Regions from separate parts of the Anser cygnoides genome. Here region 2 is linked to region 1. A link is a contact called in public Hi-C data. All regions are on one chromosome and are shown on one strand. Each heading gives the region's core, a stretch centred on a gene start, on an enhancer-like site or on the middle of the called end of the contact. The rest is flanking DNA. Distances are from core to core; before and after follow the strand shown.

Evidence for each region. A called contact is a pair of places that touch in the nucleus more often than the background predicts.
Region 2: a contact with region 1 is called in a Hi-C map of liver, with 1.7 times the contacts expected there. The contact joins the promoter of NREP here to the enhancer-like site in region 1. A contact is called at or near these places in 3 of 7 Hi-C or Micro-C datasets (all in liver).

What each region holds. Positions count from the first base shown.
Region 1 is chrZ:28,894,155-28,899,595 of Taihu_goose_T2T_genome, forward strand. No RefSeq gene overlaps it. Among named protein-coding and RNA genes, the nearest start is that of STARD4, 32 kb to the left of the region's middle. Within about 2 kb of position 1,602, at least 1 of the 3 cell types and tissues checked has open chromatin away from gene starts, as enhancers often do. A contact at or near this core is called in liver, where this site is marked.
Region 2 is chrZ:28,936,155-28,941,690 of Taihu_goose_T2T_genome, forward strand. It overlaps NREP (neuronal regeneration related protein), which reads right to left and starts at 2,789. Exons shown (of 5, transcript XM_066987990.1): 1 at 2,652-2,789; 2 at 1,953-2,000; 3 at 441-495. The coding sequence starts at 443. LOC106042349 (a long non-coding RNA gene) reads left to right here and starts at 2,684. Exons shown (of 6, transcript XR_010827558.1): 1 at 2,684-2,823; 2 at 3,551-3,737; 3 at 5,182-5,470.

The DNA.
Region 1 (5,441 bases), core at 352-2,851:
AGCTTTCTGGATTTCCCTTCATGATCCAGCCATGGATGGGAATGGAGCATGACCAAGTGCCTTAAATTGTCCCCTTTGGGCAAAGCTTTACAATGCCTGTATTGCAGGTGTCTGGCAGAACACTGATGAAGAAATGTTTATGAGTACTTAGAGACCTTGTTGTCCACACAGAAAGTAGTATACAAAAGTATAAATAGTAAATAAATAAATAAATTATAGAAGGTGCAATAAGATTGTAATTATTTTGCTTAGACTTATGGAATACCTCATGGTTAAGATCAGGAATATTAGTGTTAGTAGCAGATAAGAAATAAATCAGCCTACATTTGACCCAGACTTATCAGCAGTAGTTACTGGATAATCAATTCAAACATTACCTTGTTAGTAAACAGAAATATTCTCGTCACCCTCTAGTGCATTCTAAGCCAGATGTTACTCAGATAACATTTATCATTTTGCAATACTATATTGACATGTGAAACAGACTTTGGGGGTTGTTGGGTTTTTTTTGTTTGTTTTGCTTTATTTTGTTTTGCTTAGCATAACTACAAACCGGTGCTGCATTCTGCGTTGTTCAATAACCTAAGAATAATGATAATTAATTCATTTTCAGTGTATCTTTTCAGCATGTCATTCTTTGTCATCATAAAGAACTGACACAAAAAAACATTTTATTTGTTTATTTTAGTTGACTTACTTACTTATTTGTTGTTTGTTTGTTTTAGCAGATTAGTATCTGTCCAAAAAAGTCTTGGGGCAGATTTTGAGACTTTTGAATAATCTCTCTCAGAAGCCATATTCTCATGCCAAGTGTGGTTCCTTCAGCTTTCTTCACAGTTTATATCACATGTAAAGACATAGTCCTAGGCTATGGAATCAACCCGATATTTATTTAAAATTGTCAAATTGCAGCAGTTTCTTTCCATGATAATATTGCTTGCTTGCCTTTATGAATTGCATACAATTATTACAATGCCAACATATACTGTCTTTTAAAAGAAATATTAAAAAAAAAAAAAAGGTAAACCAACAAACAGAATAGGTGACTAACCCAATACATAGATTTCACCACCTTCTCACCTACTGCACTATTTAAAAATCTGATATTCTGCAATCATATAAAAATATGTTTTAAAGATACTAGACAATGCTATCTGACTGGTTAAAGTTTCAAGTTAACTAGCTTAACTTATGGGCAGTGGATGTTTTAATTGCTCTAGCTTAACATCTCTGATTTTTGTCTGGCTTACACCAGAACATGCAGGACAGTATGAAAAGTTTATGCAGCAGCCCTTTGACCCAGTGAAGTGGAGTCAGCAGGATGGGGGACACTCAAGTATGTTCTTATTTTGTGGCTTGTTTACCAGGCTGCTCACAGTGACTGGAAAATTCATTGTACATTAACTTTAGATTCTGCTTTTCCTCCTGAAGCGTGACTGTGGGCTGCGTAGCAGAGTGAAGTGTTACTTTCTATATTCTCTATGGTGTACTTGTTAAATACAGTGACTACTTCTAATGGTGGTGGGTTTGATGCTTGTTTACTTAACTGCTGGTTTATCCCTTTTTTTCTTGTTGTCGTTAATGTTGCCCTGTTGGAGCAGAAGCAGATAAAACAAGTTACAGCAATAAACATTCTTCAGAAAATCACTTTATCTTTAAAATTGTTTTTCTATGGTTACTTTGTAGTTTTAGTGTCTTTTCCTCATTTACTGCTTTATCATTACAGCTTACGTGCTAGCAGCTATATAATACTCAGCTCTGCATCTGTGAATAGAAATGACATAATTAAAAGCCAGCCAGCAGCATATTCCATCTACACTTTCATGCCTGCTTTAGCTGCCTTATTTCCCAGCAGAAGTCTGTTTGCGTTTGTTTTTCAGAAACTCAGCATGTCCAAATGTGGCAGGTTTGCTGTGACACAGCTTGTTCGAAGGGCACATTGGGCAGTGTCCACTCGGTGCATGTGCAGTAGCTTCTGATGTGCTGTTTTGATCTGTTTGTGCATGCAAGATATTTGTCCAAGTTGTCTGGGCATCTGCAGCTTATGCTCCACCCAGAGAGTCTGATCTCCCAGGCAGACAGTCAAAATCCACTATTGCTTCTAGACATAATTTCCAAAGAAGAAGGAGCATACATGTAAAGAAATTAAAAATGCGGTGTACCTAAATGCACTTTTCTGTTTACTAGTTACTTAGGTGGGTAGCAAAGCTTCAAATATCAGCATTTCTTCTTTTATTTTTGAAGTATTTTCTCTTTGACCTATGGCCTGTTTACAGGAAAAACTACCTCAAGCAACCTTTTTTCTGTATATAGGAACTTTCTCCTGCAAACGCAGCACGTCTGTCCCATTCTGCATGTGAACAGCCTGCAGTGGAATTGGTTATTTTAAATGGAGAATGTGAGTAAGTGCTTTGCTGGACTGCAGCCAGGAAGTGTGGAGCATTTCAGAACTCAGCCCTTCCTCTCTTTGCTTTGACATTTTTCAAAATCAAAGAATGGCAGTAGGCATCAAGTTAATACTATTGAATTACTCTATAAGAAGTAACTAGTAACTGCCTGGCATATTCAAGAAAGTTTTTCAAGGGCTGATTAAGAGCTGCTCAAGGAAACTGGCCTAATTTTCATATGACCATTTTGAACAAATACATTTCATGTGCATTCAACTCACATTCAGTCATCCTAAGACATATTGTGATCAGTTTAGTTTCAGAGGTGAAGAATCTCCTTCCTAACAGCAAGACTCACTGTCCTATTTTTAGGCAAAGTATATGTGATTACATAACTGTCTGTGGTATTTTGGCACTGGAAAAATACTATCAACCAGGAAACCCTGAAGCACTGGGGCTCTCTGCTTGTAGAGTGCTTGGAATGCAGCTTCCCTTAAATCAGATAGCATGACAATCAAGGTAAGAAGACCTGAAAACCAATAAACTTGGAATTAGTCATGCATACTTGTTCTGGAGAATCAAGAGAGCAAGTGAGTTTGATAGCCCTCAAAATACGTAGTTTTGAAAACATCTAGTTTTCTTTTCTCATCATAAATAAAAGAGATTTGAAAGAGAAATGTAGGGCAAAATCTTTCTCTTCCTCACTGTGTCTGAGTAAACTTGTTAGATGTAAGACAAAAGCTGGAGCACCATTATTCAAAATGTATGTCTTTTGTTTAGTTTTTATTTCAGCTTAGGTTAATGAGTGCAGGTAGAGGAATTTTGACTGTTTGGAATAGATTTGAAAGTCAGACCAAAACAACTGTGCCCAAGTAAGATGTTCGTATGGTTTAGCATAGCATTAAAAATAAATATGGTGAACTAGAAAGACTGTTGTGTATTTATGCAGATGCATTGTTCTCATGATGTAAGAAAAGTGGCCAATGCTTATCTCTAATTTACTGAATGGAAACTTGCAGGTAAATATTATACTCCTGAGGCTGGTGAGTGAGATTGGACTTTTGGCATCTCTATCTCACACACTTGCCAAGCTGGACAACTTCCTACATAACTGTTGCCTTTTTGGAAAATACTTAAACTATTTCTTGGAAAGTGGTTGAAGGTCAGGCAGAGTTTGTTCTGTGTTTTACAGTATTTATTATTGCATAAGAAGGTTGTGTCCTACTTCTCATTGAGGTCTGGCTAAAGACTACGGATGTGAAAGACACGTGCTTCCTAACACAAAAGAAACCCTACTGGAGATGGTGAGAAGCAGTACTACGTACAGGTCCTTGCACATGTTACACATCCATATTCATATTTGGAAAATATGTACTCTAGAATGGTCTTTAAAATCTCTCAAATATATTCAAACTGCAGGTATTTTGATTCTCACAAGGGCTTTAGATAGTGTTTCTGGTAACATGGTTTTGAGGTCATCCTGCTCTTGGTCCTTAAGAGTACAGCCAAAAGATGGCAGAAGAAAGCAGCAAAAAATGTTTGAAGATGTTAGTAGAGGCCAAGTATGGAAGCACAAACCACAAGTGGCCAGTCACTGGTCACTGAAGGAGCTCTGCCTCTAGAGCTGGTGAGATTAGATGTAGGGCTTAACAAGGAGAGCGAGGAATGTTTATCCTACATGTAAAAATCCTAAGTATGGTAAAAAAAGCGGGTGGTAACAGGGAGCTGTGAAAGATGGTCACAACCCCTAGAAGAACGGGAACAAAGGAAAAACAAAAAGAGAGGAATTGTTCCAGTATTGTCTTTCTCAGCTAAGGACACCACCGCTAGGCAGCCACAGCAGGTCACCCTCAGCTCTGGCAGGTAAGCAGTACTGCTTTTTTGCTTACTGCTCAGCACATTTTCCTGTGTGTGAAGTATCTATAGTACATCACGGGGCTAAGCAAATCTGGACTCTCCAGAGCACTAGGAGTGTGTGTCTGTGTGTGCATGTGCACGGGTGAGTGTGTGAGTGTGTCTGCATTTTCTCCTCCGACCTACCCACACAATGCAGTGATTGATAACACAGCACTGACTCAGAATAAACTTGGGTGCAACAGCTCCCTTGAATGAATACGAGAATCTCAAACCTCCTCTTCACTCCCTCCCCCAGTTTCTTTGGTCTACTCTTACATCTCAGCCCATCAAAACATAAATACACATATGCGTTTATGCACACAAACAATCCCAGCAAAGTTAAGGAAACAGAGCACTGCTTATTTCCTCACCAGCACGTCTCCCTCTCTTTGCACTTTTCTTCTTGCTTTTTCTGACTTGTGTGCTTTGGATTTGTTGCATGCTTGTTGCTGCCTGGCGCACGTATTTGCACGTTGCATAGAAGAGTGCTGTTCCAGCCCAGAAAATTACAATTAACTGAATGGCAAAAGAAGGATCTGATTCAGAGAGTAATGGGCCTGCTGCAGAGAAAAAGAAACAGTTAATACAAGGAAGAAAAGTACTAGGGTGTGTGTGGTATTTCCATTTTGTTTTCTCTTTTAAGGTTATGGCTTGCCTAACACTCTGTTTTTGTTTGGCATAGAATTAGAAAAATTGTGTGTGGAGGAGAAACAGTCTATACAATCATGTGTGGATACTTTGGTGTTCTCGGTCTTCGGCAAAATGTCTCAAAATTAATTGATTTTTTTTCTGAAGAAATGCTGTGACTTGGATTGAATACTGAAATATAATAATTGGAAAAAAACTGACTTGTACTTTTGAGTGTTCTGGAAAAAAAACGTTATTTGTTTTACTGCTTCTGAGAGGTACTCTATGCTCAGACCCTCATTGCTTTCCTACATCATAGCAGTGCAACAGTGCTATGGCACATCAATTCTGAGGTTGTCCCAGTCATTTCACATGACATTTACTCACCACAGATGTCCAAAGTATCCTTTACCTTTCACTGAGCTCTGTCTGGATAGGCAGACAATAAACTGCTAAAATTTCATGGACAAAAGCCCAAGTTGCTACATTAACTCCAAATGATCTCATTAGCAGAGCCTTCCAAATCTATCA
Region 2 (5,536 bases), core at 1,539-4,038, 43 kb after region 1:
AATAAGAAAAATTAGTTTGCATCTTATGTACCTCCCTGACAGAGAGTAACATTAAATCTGCTTCATTTACTATGTGCAATGACCTATTTCTTCTTTTTGGGGGTAGAGTGAAATTACTGGATATTGTTTTGTCTGCATGTTTTCCTGCATATGTTATGATGTGTATTTTCCACAGTAACCTAAATATTTATTGTTTCAATTAAATAAGCCTTACTGCACAAAGAGGGATTTCAGATTTTTATTCAAAAAATGCAAGGAAACCAAAGATTCAACATCCGGAGGTTTTCAGGGTACATCAATCATTGCATGGCAAATCCCCAAAACCTCAAAGCACGTCTTATAGAGGTCATATTTATAATTTGATATTGGGGATGAGGAAAGAAGGCTTGTATTTATCAATATATATATATTGATTCTTTGCTAAAACAACTAATTCTTACCATTTTTAGACTGTAAGGTCTTGGGACTGCAGCTTCTCTCAGGTAGCACAAGGATCTGAAAACAATTAAAAAATAAAAAATGAAAATGAATATCATTCAAACTGTCATAATACTTAAAAAGATTTTTTTTCTCCAGCATAACTGCGAGTGATCCAAGCATAATCCTCAGTGGTTAAGATTAAAGTCATGCAAATCATTCTAACCACATGTACGCTTATATAGCATGCTTCTCTGCACTTCAGTGGTCTGTAGGCTTAAATATACGACAAAGGAATCCCTGGTACCTAGATTTGCAAAACCCTATGCTATTCTTAGCACTTGGTACATCTCTGAAGAGCACTATACCTAATGGTTAACACACCCAAAAATCAGTCAAGGGGACAAAAATCTGTCATGCTATGCTTATTGTCAAGGTGGTCCATTGTTCCCAGGCATATGACAAAGTGTGGTTTTTTTTTGCAATCAAGAAACAAGTATGACAGTGTTAGGCTTTCACAACGTAATGGCCCAGAGAGTAGGTATTTTTGGAAATGGCACTGCATTACATAACCTTCACTTTTGTCTCTCTCTCTATTCCACACACAAATGCACACACCTATTTTAAATAGTGAGGAAAAAAGAGTAGGTCCTACCTCTTTCAAACGGTTCTTTAAATTACTGCTTTCTTAATTGAGTGAAATTGTAGCACACCTCCTTTACCAGTTTTCATACAGTGACAAAAATTAAAGTTCTCTTCTATTGATTATGTATTTCTTACCTATAGTGTGTATGTATGAAATGCAATTAGGTATGAGTCATATGTTTGCACACAAACACATACATACATACTGGATATAAAACTGCAAACTCATATACCTATAAATGGACATAGAAACGTTTGAAAGAAAGCACATCATGAAATGCACACCAAAATACGTTTGTTTTTGTTTTGTTTTGTTTTTTTCCTCTCTCTAAAGAACCACCCAAAATTTAACTGCTGCACATGCAAAAATGCAGAAGGCTGTTGCAAGAATGACTGCTTTCTAAAAATAAACCCCAGCAGCCTGAGAGGAATCCAGTGTCAGGGCGGAGAAGAGGGAGATTCGTTTTACAAGGGAGAAGAAAAGAGACGAAAAACCAATCCTAGAGCCTCGCATGCATGCTAAAAATTTTAAGTGCATTAGGTTTAAAAATGCATTTTGGTGGTTTTGGAGTACAAAAACGAAAAAAAAAAGAAAACAGTTTTATAAAAACGCTCCTCATCTCCCCTTGCATGTGTGCACAAAAATCCCCAGCCTAGAAATCCAGCCTTAAAGCATAAAGACAAAGAGTTAAATATATATAACTGCACGTTTTCTCATCTTCTTTTAAAAAAGCCTGTTTGGAAACGTGCACCGAGAGGGGGGAAGGCAAGCTGCAGCAAAGTCCAGCTAAGGGCAAAAGGAAATGAAAAGAAACAAAGAAAGAGAGAGAGAATTAATTTTAAAAAAAAAATCAAATAAAATTCTGTGGATTGGAATTGCATATACTTACAGACAAAAGCCCCCGCTCCCTGCTCACTTTCTGTCCTTTCTACATGATCTGAAACACAAATGTGGATTAAAAAAGGGCAGCATGCTACAGAGGGAATTTATAGTTGGGGGAGTGGAGAGAGGGTAGGGGGTGTGGGGAAGAATGACTGCACCTCTTCCAAAGTGCAGCCTTGGAGAAAAAGGGGTGGGGGTGGCTGGGGGAAAGTCTCTCTCGCTCTCCCTCTCCCTCTCGGGCTGGGTTTTGGTTGCCAGCGCTGGTTTATATTGAACAATGAGCTAATTCTGATGGCAGCTGGCTGGCCGCCAGCTCTGCCTCCCCCCACCCCCCCACACCCCCCGTCCCCTCCTTACACACACACGCTCCCCCCCTGCCTACCCGCCTCCCCCCCTCGCCCTCTGCTGCAGCGCCAGACTGCTTAGTCTGCAATAATCCGCAGCCCCGCGTCCCCCCTTCGCCGTCTGGCAACTGGGGCCAGCGACCGCCCCGACGACGGCCACGGCCGGCGCCGCCGCCGCGGGCAGCGTAGAGGGACACCGCCGCCGCCCCCCGAGGCTGCGCTGAGGGGAGCGGCGGCCGTTGGTGCGCGGCCGTTAGTGCCCCCCCTCCCCTCACTCCAACCGTTCCCTCCCTTCAGCGCGGCGCCCTGCCAACGGCTCGGGGGGGGGGCGGGAGGGAGGGAGGGAGGGAGCAGGCACATACTGTAATAATAACCCTGCAGCAGCAAAGGGCATCTGAGGAGAAGGGGAGGGAGACGAAGGCGGTCGCCCGCCCGCCGCTGTGCCTGTCTGAGAGGAAAGAAAATGGTGGGCGGGGAGGAGGGGGCGCCGCGCCGGGCGGGGAACGGAGCGGGGCAGGCGGCGGCCGGCAGCAGGTGCGTGCGGATCCGGCGGCGGGGCTGAGCCCCCTTCCAGCCCCGGTCCCTTCCAGAGCCGGGGCTGCGGCTCTGCGGCTCTCTCCCAGTCAGGAGCCGCAGGTGCGCCGAGGCTCGGCTGAGGAGTGGCGGCCGGGGGCGTGAGGTGCTGGCCCAGGCAGCCAGCGTGCTGCTTCTTTGCCCCCCCCCCGCGTCCATGAGGGGGTAACGCAGCCAGGTGGCACCTCACAGGTGTGCCAGTGCACCGACGGTTTGCTCAGGGTCTGCTGAGGGTTGCGGGAGCTTTGCGAGGTCCCGCGTTATCGTAAGTGGCCCCAGTTGTGCTTGTAAGGGGCAGAGAGTGAGAAACAAGCAGCCAAGGGAAGTACAGCATGGTGGCTCAACACACTACACAAAGACTCCCACTGCGAAGGCACCAGGAGCAGTGTAGACATAGCACAGTGAAAGAAAGATGATGTGCTGCTGCATAGTGTCACTCCATAAAATGCTACATAGGGAGGTATGATTAAATAAATAAATAGAGAAACAAGTGCTAAGAACTGGATTCTGTTACCCTGCAGCTTTTGTAGTTACCTTCCTCAAGGTTAAAATGTCTGAGGCAAAGTAGGTTGAAATGGTTTGAAATTACACATGCTGCAGGCTAATAGAAAATTCAGCTTTCTCTTTTTGGCCTTAGGTTTTGAACAACTAACTTTGTTTTTCGAATCCACTTTTATTAACTCCCCAGGAAACCGCATTTTTCAGTGGTCCACAAAGGATTTCTATTTGTTGAGTGAAATCAGCTTGATAGCATGTCCCTGCAGCTCCCTCATCAGCTACTGCATCACTGGGAATGCTTGCAAGCCTACCAGAAGATCAGGCAACTAGAAGGGAGGAATGTGGGACTCAAGCAGCCTCTGATATTCAAACCTATGGTAAGCTGTGATAGTAATTCAAACTTCAGTGCATCAGGATCAGACTGTTAGCCACTTAGGGCACGTTGCTACATCATGTAATTATTCCATTTCCTGGAACAAATTTCCTCAAAGAAATCAGAGAGTATCTTTCATCCCCTCTTCTTTCTGCTGGACGTTACATAACCTGCTGGCACCACTCCGTTGGCACACACGACTGGACTTCAGTCACAGCCACTCCTGAGACCTTTTCACCAGCTAGTTTTTGCTCCCTTCACTACCTCTGCTCAGAGGTGGGTATCTGTGATGTCTCTTCCTTACAAGGAGGGCCAGGTCCACGTTCTTCTCTTCTGTTTGGACGCATGCCACACTCAGACCTCTTCTCTGCTGTTGTCAGTTCTGAGTATGGACTGTGCCCGCTCCCTCCAGTTGGAGGCTGAGCAGGTCTCTGTGCCCATGCACTCCCTCTGAAGCCTGGCTGAATTCTAGCTTTTAATAACAACGAGCTTGATACCAGGTAACTGAGCTCAGCCACCTTCTTCCTGACAGCGTGGGGCCACTGCCAAACCCCATATGGCCTTCTTCACTTGCACCTCTTTTACCATTCGTACGTTCTCAGGACATGTTGCCAGCTGCCAACAGCCTTGCCAACAGTTCCGCAAGCACTGCCTTGCACACAACCCACAGCACTTGCTTCTTTGATTTGACCCAGCTCACAGCCCTGTGCTTCCCGGCAAGATATGTGTAGTAAGGTGTTTGTGGCTTCCCCAGCCCAGAGTGGCAGCTGTGAAGGCACTCTCAGAAGTTTAGCCCACAGGTCCCAGTCTCCCAAGCAGCTTTGGCTATTCTCTCTCCTCTTTCTTGCCCCCTGTCTTTGCTGCAGGATAATAACATACAAAGACACACAGCAGAAAGCTAGAGAGAGCAAATTTCAGACACAGTCAGTCAGTTAGTTTTTATTACGCAAATGAAACGTAGAAATTCTTAGTTAATAGTGGTTGTGCCGGTTCTCCTGCCTGCTTTCTCTACAGGTTACTACCCATCAGCTAATAGGCCTCTTCTCACATTAAAGGCTATATATTTAAACTCTGTCTTGAGATGGTGAAGGAGAATTCTTCTAAATTTTTGCTGAAAAGCAGGCATTTAGGCAGCCACGTTCCTTATATGTCCCGTCATCTGCACACCATTTGAAAACCTACCCCACATTCCAAAGTCCTTTACAGGAACCACCACCAATGATTGTAGATCTCCATCTTGGACATGAGCCCTAAAACCTTCATTTTCTTCCCAATGGCTTAGTTTGTTACCCCAGGTAAGCAACCTGGTTTGCTCTGCTGTGTATACTTTCCCATATCTGGAAAGTCTTATACCTGTTTGTTGCCTGTTACAAGCTAAGTTGCTGAGTTCTCCTCAAAGTCTGTGCTGTTTAGTTTGGCTGTAATGTCTTGAATTTTCTTGCTGTTAGCCACATTCCACTTGAAGCACTGAATGGAAACTCAGAAGTGAAGGCTTAACTGCCAACAGGAATAAGAAGACAAAAACCTGTAAGCGTGGGAGAAGAGAAGGAGGCAGCAGAAGGACACAGAAAGACTCAGTCTGGCCCTGTATGGAATAGGAGAGTTTCAACCACTCCTGGTTCTGGAAATTTAATTGCAGATCCAAGGTTTGCAAAACAAAAGCCTAATATGGAGTATGTTGGCCCCAGGTTACAAGGTGGAAACCTGGAAACCGTAAGAGTCAATTCAAGCAAACTGGTAAGACTGAGCTGAAAATAGCTTTGAAAAACAATTGACAGAAATTATTAGTTGAAATACATTAAA